Regions from separate parts of the Mus musculus genome. Here region 2 is linked to region 1. The links are chromatin contacts, called in public Hi-C maps. All regions are on one chromosome and are shown on one strand. Each heading gives the region's core, a stretch centred on a gene start, on an enhancer-like site or on the middle of the called end of the contact. The rest is flanking DNA. Distances are from core to core; before and after follow the strand shown.

Region 1 (5,461 bases), core at 1,383-3,882:
CGCCTTTTCTTTCCGTTTCTGCTTAATCATGTTAGAAAGGACTTTTGCTCTCGACTGGCCCTCTCTGTCCAGCAGATAGGCAGGGACTGCTCCCTGCGGCGTCTTCTCATCATCCTTCTGCTTGGTGTTTCTCTTCTCATGCATCTTAATACTACGAGAAAGCCCAGAGGTTCAGAATGTGCACAGTAATTATTACCCGAGTATGCTATGTAGATGGGCCCACTTACGTCTTTTTCATTTGTATTTTCTCGGCATGGCGCTGTTTATGGTAGAGCTTAGCCTTCAGGCCAATCATTTTTTTTGCCTTCTTTGAACGTTCATGGGCCTCCCGACCTTCTTTCTTTCTCTTTTTCTCATGGTAGTCCAAACGATATCCGTATCGTTTGCGGTGCAATTCAATATATTCATTTTGTGGCTGTAATAATTCAAGAAATGTTACTTTAATTTTTTCAAGTATTGACACGATTATTTTAAGATTTTTTTAAAGGATTTATTTATTTGTTTTATGTATGTGAATACACTGTAGCAGTACAGATGGTCGTGAGCCTTCAGGTGGTTGTTGGGAATTGAATTTTTAGGACCTCTACTTGCTCTGGGTCAGCCCCACTCGCTCAGTCCCTGCTCGCTCTGGCCCAAAGATTTATTCATTATTATACATAAGCATCAGAAGAAGGCATCAGATCTCATTACAGGTGGTCGTGAGCCACCATGCGGTTGCTGACATTTGAACTCAGGACCTTCAGAGGAGCAGTCAGTGCTCTTACCGCTGAGCCATCTTTCCAGCCCTATTCGAAGACTTTAATATGATGAAGTGAAATATATTTTTATCTTGGACAGTATTCATGTGCTTACACCTGCATGACTCTCAGGGAAAGCTACTATTTAATGAAGGTATTTATTCAAAATCTACTAAAAACATAAGATTACTACAGGATTTAATGCTTTTTTTTTTACTTTAGATAATAAGGTAAATTACTTTCAGGTCTTTTTAAATTAGAAAATGTTATTTTGCCGGGCAGTGGTGGCACACACCTTTAATCCCAGCACTTGGGAGGCAGAGGCAGGCGGATTTCTGAGTTGGAGGCCAGCCTGGTCTACAGAGTGAGTTCCAGGACAGCCAGGGCTACACAGAGAAACCCTGTCTCGAAAAACCAAAAAGAATGTTATTTTTCAATCGGACGTGGTGGCGCACGCCTTTAATCCCAGCACTCGGGAGGCAGAGGCAGGCGGATTTCTGAGTTCGAGGCCAGCCTGGTCTACAGAGTGAGTTCCAGGACAGCCAGAGCTAAAAGAGAAACCCTGTCTCGAAAAACCAAAAAAAAAAAAAAAAAAAAAGAATGTTATTTTTCTAAAACACAATTTACATAAAACAAGATTTGCCAATTTTAGTTGTGGGTGTGTAGTTGTAATTCCTGCCCAATCATAAATTTCTGTATCCATTATATTCAAGATGGCATATTGATTTTTCCACCCCAGAATGTTCCTTTGTGCTACTCTAAGGTCTTCTTTTCCCATCTTCAACCTTATATTTGTATGGTTTACTCTGCCCAGTGAGTAGAATCTACAGGACACACATCCTTTTGCATCTGGCTTTTTTTAACTAGAATATATCCATTTATGTCTACCAGCTCTTAAGTACTTTATAGCACTTGGCCATATCCCAGTGTGTGGATATAAACTCATTTCTTTATCCATTTACCATATGATGTATATCTGGACTGTTCATTTTTTTCCATTGGTGATTAGGAATAAAGTTGTAATAAATATAGATGAATTCAGACCTTTGCTTGGAAACTGTCTACTGCTGTGTTATCTTCCAAAGTTGGTGTATTATTTTGCATGTTGTCAGTACTATATGGGATCCCATTTGTGTTTTAAATTGTTTCATTGTTAACAATGAAACTGTAGTCAGCATCTAGTTAGATTTGAACCCTCAAAACCAACCAACCTAATAAACAAACAGGCACAAAACCCAGCTCAGAGATTAAAACTAGGTAACAAAACCCTTATGGGTGTTGTTTTCAACTGCTATCACATAAACTTTGCAGCAACTACAAAGAAGGTTTATGGCATTCCACTTTGAAGAGAAACATCCAGTATAATGAGAATGGCAGGTCTGGTAATTCATATATAAAGAGAATGTTTTGTTCCGCAACTCATTCGCTGTTTGGCTTTTTGCAAAGAATATAGTATACTGAGCATTAAAACGGTGTGATGCGACTATAAAGTTATTATCACAAGTCTCAACTGCATTCCATTAGGTTGGCACTGACGCCACGGTAGCAAGATCAGGACTTTTATAGTGAACTCTTGTCTCATCCCAAGATTTGTGTTCCGGGTCCAGAAGCTGCATCTCACGCCAAGGCATCTCAGTTCCGCCTACCACGGTCCTCTCTCCCCGACAGCCCAACCACGCTAACCCCAGGCCCTTCGTCGCCCGCGTCCGAGGAGGCCTCCTTACCATGATGACAGCCGCGGAGCACCGGTCCGCGACCTCCCGGGTCTCAAAAAACTCTTAATTTCTGGATGTCACTGGTCCACGAGCCTGCCTCGTTCAGCCCAGGACGGGAAAGGGTAGTCCTTTAAGAAGGCCGAGTGGAGCGCAAGCGCCGCACAGCAGTTCCGTGACGTCTTTCCGTTCCTAGGCAGATGGGCGGAAATTGACAGCAGGAGAATTTTAGCTGAGACGCCACCGGAACTGCTTAGAGGGCGGAAGGTGCTTATGGAGCTTTTGTAAGCTGGGAGATCCGCGGGTTCCTTCTGCGGGTATGAGGGTGTCTGAGGTGGTGGGATGTGGTACCGTGTTGCCGGTTCCTCTCTTACTCCCCGGCGGACACTAGCAGAACCAGCCAGGCGCCCTGTGCGTGCCGCGGTCTTGCTGGTCTGCCACTGCTGACCTCGTAGCTGCTACTGACAGCGGGTTCCAGACGAGCACTCCCCGGCCTCCGGGCCCCGTCTGCCGGGTCACGGACGTGTTGCTTCATCCATTATGGAGGGCGACTGATTTGTTAGTCTGTTTCTGTCTCTCCTGTTGCTAGCGGATGCACAATTGGTTGAGATATGTTATATGGAAAATAAAACTACTGGCCAGGCCAGGAAAGCAAAAGGTACTTGGTTTTTGTGGACGCCCAGGACTTTCCCCCTAAGCTCTTGAGAAATCCTGTGTAATTAAGGGCAGTTTTTACCTTTTAGAAATCTGTGTGGTTTTTCCACCTTATTATTATTATTTTTTTTTTAAGATTTATTTATTTATTATATGTAAGTACACTGTAGCTGTCTTCAGACACTCCAGAAGAGGGAGTCAGATATCGTGATCGGATGGTTGTGAGCCACCATGTGGTTGCTGGGATTTGAACTCCTGACCTTCGGAAGAGCAGTCGGGTGCTCTTACCCACTGAGCCATCTCACCAGCCCTTATTATTTTTTTTTTTAAATGTGTAGTGCGTACCTGGTGCCCTCCGAGGCCAGAACAGGGTGTTGAATCATAAAAGATGGTTGGGGGGGCTAGTGGTTGCTGGGAATTGAACCTGGTCCTCTAGAAGGGCAGCCAAACTTAACCTCTGAGCCATCTCGTCAGTCCCCAGTTTTATCCTTGTACTGTAGTCACAGAAGTTCACTAGCTCCAATTTGGAACTACCAAAATTGAAAAGTACATCTCAAGAAGCCCTAGCACTTGGAGTCAAGCTGTTGCTTTTTTTTTTTTTTTTAAACATCCCTTCCTTTTTTGATGTTTTCGAGATAGTGTTTCCCTGTGTAGAGCTGGCTGTCCTGGAACTTGCTTCGCAAACAAGACTGGCCTCAAACTCAACAAAGGTCCGCCTGCCTCTGCCTCCAGAGTGCTGAAATTAAAGATGTGCACCACAACCGCTGGGCTTCAAACTATCATTTAAGTCCCCATAGTATAATGTTTTTGTTTGTTTGTTTGTTTAAATCAGAGCTAGCGCTGATTAGCATTCGTGTATTTTCAGGTGCAGTAAATTACGCAATTTCTCAAGCTAGAGTATGCTCCCTCTTCCCACATTGACTCCCTTACCTACTTTAGTTTTTTTTTTAGTTTTAATTTCACAGTTTTAGTGAAGCCTCCCTTGACACCATAACTGCTCCATTTCCCTTCCTTTCTGCAACATCGATGACAGTAGGATGTTGTATATTTCAGCCCCTCCCCCTAGTAGCCCTTGAGTTGGCTAGAGTCTGTGTGAGCACAGTCGTTGTTGTTGTTCACTGCTTTAGTTCAAATACTCCAAAAGCAATTTTAGACACACTTTTTATTAAATATGTGGGTTTAATTCTCATTCAGACCTGTGCTGTCATAGATGAAAGACGGAAACTGAGATTTCTAGTGATGTATCCAAGATTTCAGAAGACCCGAGAGTCCAGCAGCAATCTTCTAGTAGTAAAACATAGATATATTTAAAGACTCATCCAGACAGGAAATAGATGTACTATAGGCGTTTGTCTCGATGGGTTTTCAGAGCACACGTATTTAATCAGCTTCCGGATTAAGAAATCCCTTTAGCTGAGTCTGATTCCTTCTCTCTCTCTCTTTTGTTTGTTTGTTTGTTTGTTTTTCGAGACAGGGTTTCTCTGTGTAGCCTTGGCTATCCTGGAACTCACTCTGTAGACCAGGCTTGCCTCAAACTCAGAAATCCGCCTGCCTCTGCCTCCCAAGTGCTGGGATTAAAGTCTCGCACTACCTGGCTTGATTCCTTCTCTTTTCCCAGCTGTCACTACAGTCACCCTCACACACACGGTATACATTCATAGGGACACATGTGCATAAAAAAGTTTTAAATCTTTTACAATTCCTTGTGCCTGAAATAAGCTTTGTAATAAAAATAAGATTAGCAGCTTGAGATCTTCCATTGAGCATAAAGAGGAGAAGCAAAAGTCGTAGTTAAAGGCTGTGTTAAGAACATTTTACCTAAGGCATACATCATACTTTTGCAGAAATGTTACATGTGATACAAATTCGAAATGAAGTGTGTTATTTCGGAGACATCAGTACATGATAAATATTGTATGTAGACAATACATTTGGGATACAATCTAGAAACATCATCTTTTAGGGAGGGAAGATAGAATTAGTACAACAGTAGGAACCTAATTTAAGGCCGTTTCCACTGGGTGCTGACAGATCCCCTTTTCTATGTTATGTCTCAGCAACATTGTTTTTCCTCAAGACAGGGTTTTTCTGTGTAGTCCTAACTATTCTGGAACTCACTCTGTAGGCCAGGTTGGCTTCCAACTCAGAAATCCGACTGCCTGTGCCTCCCAAGTGCTGGGATTAAAGGTGTGTGCCACCATGGCAGGCTGATTACAGTAACATCTTAAATTCTGCTTACATAGGAGTACATTTTATGACTGTTCTTATGTGTCACATCTTTTTTTAATGTATTAAACTATTAACATGACTAAGTGTATTTCATTTGTTTATTTGTTTGCTTGACTACCAGTGTGAAAA
Region 2 (5,461 bases), core at 745-3,244, 7.7 Mb after region 1:
CAAGAGGTTCTCCAGAAGCTCACAAGCCAGCGAGGCTGGCACAGGCAGCATCACACAACAAAAAGACGCTGCCTTTAATTAAGCTGAGAGAAGATAAGGGCCATCAACTAAAGTTATTCTCTGAACCTTCGAATGTGTGCAGTGGGACCAGCATGGAACAAGACACAGACACAAACAGACATAGACACACATACACACACACACACACACACACACACACACACAAAGTTTTAAAAATACTTGTTGTATGAATGAGCTCCTGTTCAGAAGTGCTTTTACTCTGTGGATATATCAAATCATTTCCTACAGTAAACAACTGTTTCCAGCACAGCTAAGGACTCATATGAAACCCTGTTTTAGTTCTTAAAAAAGAAGTCATTAGAGTCAAACAACTAAATGTGCCCATGAGGAATAACAGTTTAACTCCACCCTCACCTATGCTTAATACCTCTCAGAAGCTAAAGAAACAGCATTAAGTCATGTGCCTAGCTATTCTTTCGTAGTGTACGAACTCTACGTAAAGCAATGTTCTAGGCCAGTGGTTCTCAACCTTCCTAATCCTGTGACCCTGTAATACAGTTCCTCATGTTGTATTTACCCTCAACCGTAAAACTATTTCCAGCTATTTTATAACTGTAATCTTGCTGTTATGAATCCTAATATAAATATCTAATATGCGGGGTATCTGATATTCGACCCCTGTAAATGGGTTATTCAACCCAAGGGGTCATGAGCCACAGGTTGAGAACCACTGCTCTAGATGCTCATCTTCAACTCTATAGTGTTTGCATTCTATATAGGAAAGAAACCAAGGTAAGATACTGTTAAATACTGGGTAATTGCTGAGACCCAGGGCATCACTGAGATCTGCTATTTGATAGGCTTCTTTGTTACATTTGAACAGGTAAAATAGCAAACTAGAGAAATGAAGCGTGAAGGTTCTGCATTGTGGAATGGTCAGTCTATTTCATCTCTACACGCATTTATTCATTAAAATTAATATTGTCCTCTAGAAATATATAGCTCAGCATGAAATCTATCAGGGAATCTACTCCCATTCCTATGAAATAACATTCCTCACTCCTCCCCTGCTTCTAACTGACAATTATCTCAAAAGATATCTCCTCCAAGATGTTTTCCCCATCATTTCCTGTTTTCCCTCCATCACTGTCATGGCAATATAATCTCTTCTTCAATACCTCCCAAGCAAAGGCAGGTGTGTTCATGCACGTCTGTAATCCTGAGATAGGGAATTAGTATATATATACGTGTGTGTGTGTGTGTGTGTGTGTGTGTGTGTGTGTGTGTCTATAATACAGACACACATATAAAGGTAGAATACCAACCTTTGTATCATCAGCACCTAGTAGAGTGCGTGGTGCCAAAGAGGCCTTCAATAATGACTGTAGAGAATGCACGATCTCCAAGTTAAACAACAAGCAAAAGTGTACAATCTTGAGATAAGTCTTAAAAACAATAGACACTAGAAGGCGCTCACGTGAGTTGGATCAAGGAAGTTAAGGGGTCAGAAGACTAGCGAATAGGGAGGTTGCCCAAGAACTCTTTCAAAAATATGCTGAGACACGTCACCGTAAAGAATATAAATGCAACACTGGCCATATGCAGGGTGTGGAGAAGAGTCCTTTGGTCTTTCCACCTCTAAAATCCCCGATAGCTGCCCCTCCCTGCCCGCCCCCAGTCACCGTGTCCAGGAGGTAAGGCTCTCACCTTCCCATTAGTGGGCGGCTCCTGGATGTAGATGTTACTCATCTTGCTCAGTGCTCAGGACTCCGCTCCTTAGTGTGGCCGCAAGCGAATGGCGGGTCTCCGGCGAGGCCCACCTGTTAGCACACAATTCTTTAACCTGAGTATTTGGGGGAAAACTTCACTCGGTCAGAGTCGGACAAGACAGCCGTACTAATCACTAGTTACTCCCCAAACTAGCCCATCATGGACGCCGCCATGTTGCTCCCGGACCGGAGCACCGCTAACCCCGGGAGGGGGGACTTCCCTGTCCTTCAGGAAACTAGAAAAGACTATAGGACCTCTACAACTTTAGAGAATTTGTAGCGAGGTTTATAATACGAGCTAAAGGGCCAATCCGTAAATCCCGGGGCTGCGTCCAGGTCAGGCGATTGCAGATAGCACTCACCTCCCGAAGCGGGCCGAAATGGTTCCGACCGCGTGTGCTCCGCGGTAGGACACCCCTGGAAACTGCATCCACAGCCACTTAGTTCCGCCAACCCTAGATGTGCATCGGGCCTTCCCCTGCCCGGTGAAGTTGTAGTGGCCGGGTGGGAGAGATCCCTTTGGGAATGCGCTGTCCTCGCAACGGACCTGAACCTAACGTGATCTCGAAAGCCCAGGACTCCGACGATCCCACTCACCTTGCATCATGGCAGTCCCAGGTGAAGGTCAACCGCAGGGCTCTCTCACTCCAGAGGAATGAGACGAGCAGGGAAGCCCAGAGCACGGGGGTGGGTGGCAGCGAGCACTTGGGGAATCAGGCGAAGGCCTAAAAATTTAGATTTGGTCGGCTTACATGAAAAAGCTTATACTACAAGTTCAAAGCGGGGTGAGAAAGATAGGGAAAGATCATCTCTGTCATTCTTGGACAAGCCCAAACTGCACAGGATTAGAGGGAAAGTGTATTGTAAGAGGGACAAGGGACTTGGTGACAATGAGAACTGTAGGCCTAAGGGGACAACTTGCCCAGAAGACTGTAACTTTCACACGATTTCAAAATAAAATTCGAAATGTGAGCATTTTGCCGAATCCAGGTGGCTATACACATTATACTGAAAGTCGCCAAGAAGAGCACCTGAGGCTTGTTCTAGCACTTCCAGCCTGTAATTTCTATGTGGCTGCAGGCCCGCTGCTGTGCCCTTCCGGGCCTCAGTTTCCCTATCAGTTTCAAGACAGTGCTTTCTCGAATTAGATCTAAGATTCTTTGTAGGTTCCACTTTTGTGTTCAGAGGTTTCTAACCTAGAAACGGCAAACTGAGCTCCGGGGATGTTTTTGTTGCTCCAGTTTACTGGGGAGCCGCTAAGAACTTCCCCAAGCCGACTTTGTCAGAATGTGTTTCTGTAAAACCCTATTATCAAGCAGGTGTTTTTAAGAGATATACCCGCCTCGCATCTCGGAGATTCACAGTGCATAGTACTGTAGGAAAGACCCTCAAACTATTTGTGAAGCCCCAACTTTGCTTAACACTGCCCCTTCCCGCTACTGTTTGACCCCTGTCTTTGTTCCGTGGCAGCCTTTTCTGAACTTTATTCTAGAGATTACTGTTGCGGGGTGGGGCTGCTTCCTAACTTCTGCAGAGGAGCACTCCAGGAGCTGTGAAAAGAGAGGTGACTACATTTATTGAGTGTGTGGCAGTCAGCATGGTAGAAACCCTTGCTCTCCTAGAATTCGGGGGGGGGGGGATTTACAGAAAGTAGAACTAACGCTGGGGCGAGCAAAAACAGGACACCTAACAGGATCCAGAGTGTACAAAAGGATGTTCCAGATGAAAGCTAAAGAAAGGTGAGAGTGCAGGGGACCTGCAGGGAGAGGGAGCAGATACAGAAAGGAAGAGGAACTAAAAGAGGGAATGAAAGAGCCCTGCCGTGGCTAACGATCAGCTAACCTGAGAGAAAAGAGAAATTAACTAAAGCGATAATTCAAAGTATCTAACTTTTACTATGTAACCCATGTATCTGATACTATGTCAAACATTGTATATTTTTTTCCTCCCTTTAATAACCACTGCTATGAGATAGCTGTTGTTAGTCTCACTTCACAGACGGAGAAATCAAGTAACTTGCCTATTACAAAAGCTAATGGAGATTATCCAAGCTCTTGGCCACCATGAATGCAAATGCATTCTCCAACATATCCATGGCACAATAGATTCCCTGCGACTGAAGGACCTTACAAGCAAAAACAAAGTGTTAGGATGTTAATAGACAGTAGGAAAACACTTAACAGCTTTAAGAAAAATTACATTTTAGGATACTGTGACCTAGAGGAGAGTTAGTTAATGTAGAGGCGTTGTTGGTACTTAAGGGTGATTCTGGTCAGTTATGTTACCATTGAGGATGTAGACTCATTAAGAGAGAAGCAGCTAATTTGGAGGGGGGGGTGGTGGTGGTGGTAGAATCACTAAGAATTAATTGCTTTGGTGTGGGTAGGAAATGAGATTAACCTGGTTTTTGACATTAGCTCATTTGAGGAGGCCTCATAACTGGGAAGACATCCCTCAAGATCAGAGTTGAGAGATGGTGGTAAGGTCAGTCTGGAACTTGTGTTGAGGTCTATCTGGCCCGGGATGGAAATGGCCCATAGATAGCATGGGAATAAACAGAATACTGGACAAGAAGTCAGAGTCAAAACCAACACTTATTATAGGACTAAAAGGATAAAGTGTGAGGGACTGTGCAGACACAGTGGGTAATGTGTGAAGGGAAGACCTGACTGGAGTCTAGGAATAATAGCATGTAAAGGAAAGAGCTGAGAACCACGAGCCTGCACAGTACTTGCCTAAGCATTTCGTGAGGCTCTGGTGACCTCTGCATCACACAGTTGCACCCAGAGTTGGCCTGCTGTCACTGCCCATCATTTGGGCAGGCGCTGGAGCACTGGTAGAGTATGAACACACCAGGAGACACACCGTAAAACTTTAGGAATGATAATTTGCTCCTGAAGAAAAGGGACAAAAAGTGATTTTTCTTCTAGCTTTGTTTGAGATGCTCTTAAACTTGAGACCAGTGTTAAAAAAAATGTTAACCTTTCAATTCAAAATAATGTTTCAAAGCATAATAATAAATTGTGTCATTAAGCCAGATGGAATGACTTACATAAACTGCTTAAACCCACCCCCCCCAAAAAAATCAAGATAATAGGCTTGACAGGTGGCACAAACGCACAATGCAACTGCTTTAGAAAGTGCAGATACAGAAGATGTTAAGATAATTTCTTGGATGATCGATCCAGATGCTGCACGGAAGGAAAATGGGGCTCCATTGAGGTGATCATCAAGAAGGACAAGTATTGTGTCATGCTCTTTTATTTTAGGTGTGATGGATTCAGCTTGGGGTGATTGTGCTCCTGGTTATTATAAGGTATAACTATAGAGTAATGAGGCTGCTTTTCAGAAGCCACCAGCCTTGTCTGCTTCAGTGGTCACGTGTTTCCACCACATTGAATGCCAGCTTAAACTATTATGTAGGTAACAATGAGATACTGAAGATCTTCGGGAAAAAAAAATCTTAGACACTTAGTCATTTGACAAATGGCATTGAACATAGGATTCAGTGAAGTTTACTTTCTTTGGAACATTTCTTTGCTCATTCACAGTTGTTCAGCCTAGCCCAGCTGTTGAAGTTGTATTAGTAAGTCTCCATTCTCCATCAAGAGTTGACCTGGTTCAAGTAGCAGCATGTGTTGCCGAGAAGGATGGTGCAGATGCTGACCTTG

Evidence for each region. A called contact is a pair of places that touch in the nucleus more often than the background predicts.
Region 2: a contact with region 1 is called in a Hi-C map of muscle stem cells, with 7 times the contacts expected there. The contact joins the promoter of Cwc27 here to the promoter of Nsa2 in region 1. A contact is called at or near these places in 2 of 484 Hi-C or Micro-C datasets (CD4 T cells and muscle stem cells).

The regions. Positions count from the first base shown.
Region 1 is chr13:97,135,294-97,140,754 of GRCm38.p6, forward strand. It overlaps Nsa2 (NSA2 ribosome biogenesis homolog), which reads right to left and starts at 2,633. Exons shown (of 6, transcript NM_021552.5): 1 at 2,462-2,633; 2 at 228-415; 3 at 1-151. The coding sequence starts at 2,464. Gfm2 (G elongation factor, mitochondrial 2) reads left to right here and starts at 2,644. Exons shown (of 21, transcript NM_177266.5): 1 at 2,644-2,766.
Region 2 is chr13:104,814,959-104,820,419 of GRCm38.p6, forward strand. It overlaps Cwc27 (CWC27 spliceosome-associated protein), which reads right to left and starts at 1,995. Exons shown (of 14, transcript NM_026072.1): 1 at 1,729-1,995. The coding sequence starts at 1,770. It overlaps Srek1ip1 (splicing regulatory glutamine/lysine-rich protein 1interacting protein 1), which reads left to right and starts at 2,212. Exons shown (of 5, transcript NM_026075.3): 1 at 2,212-2,408. The coding sequence starts at 2,396.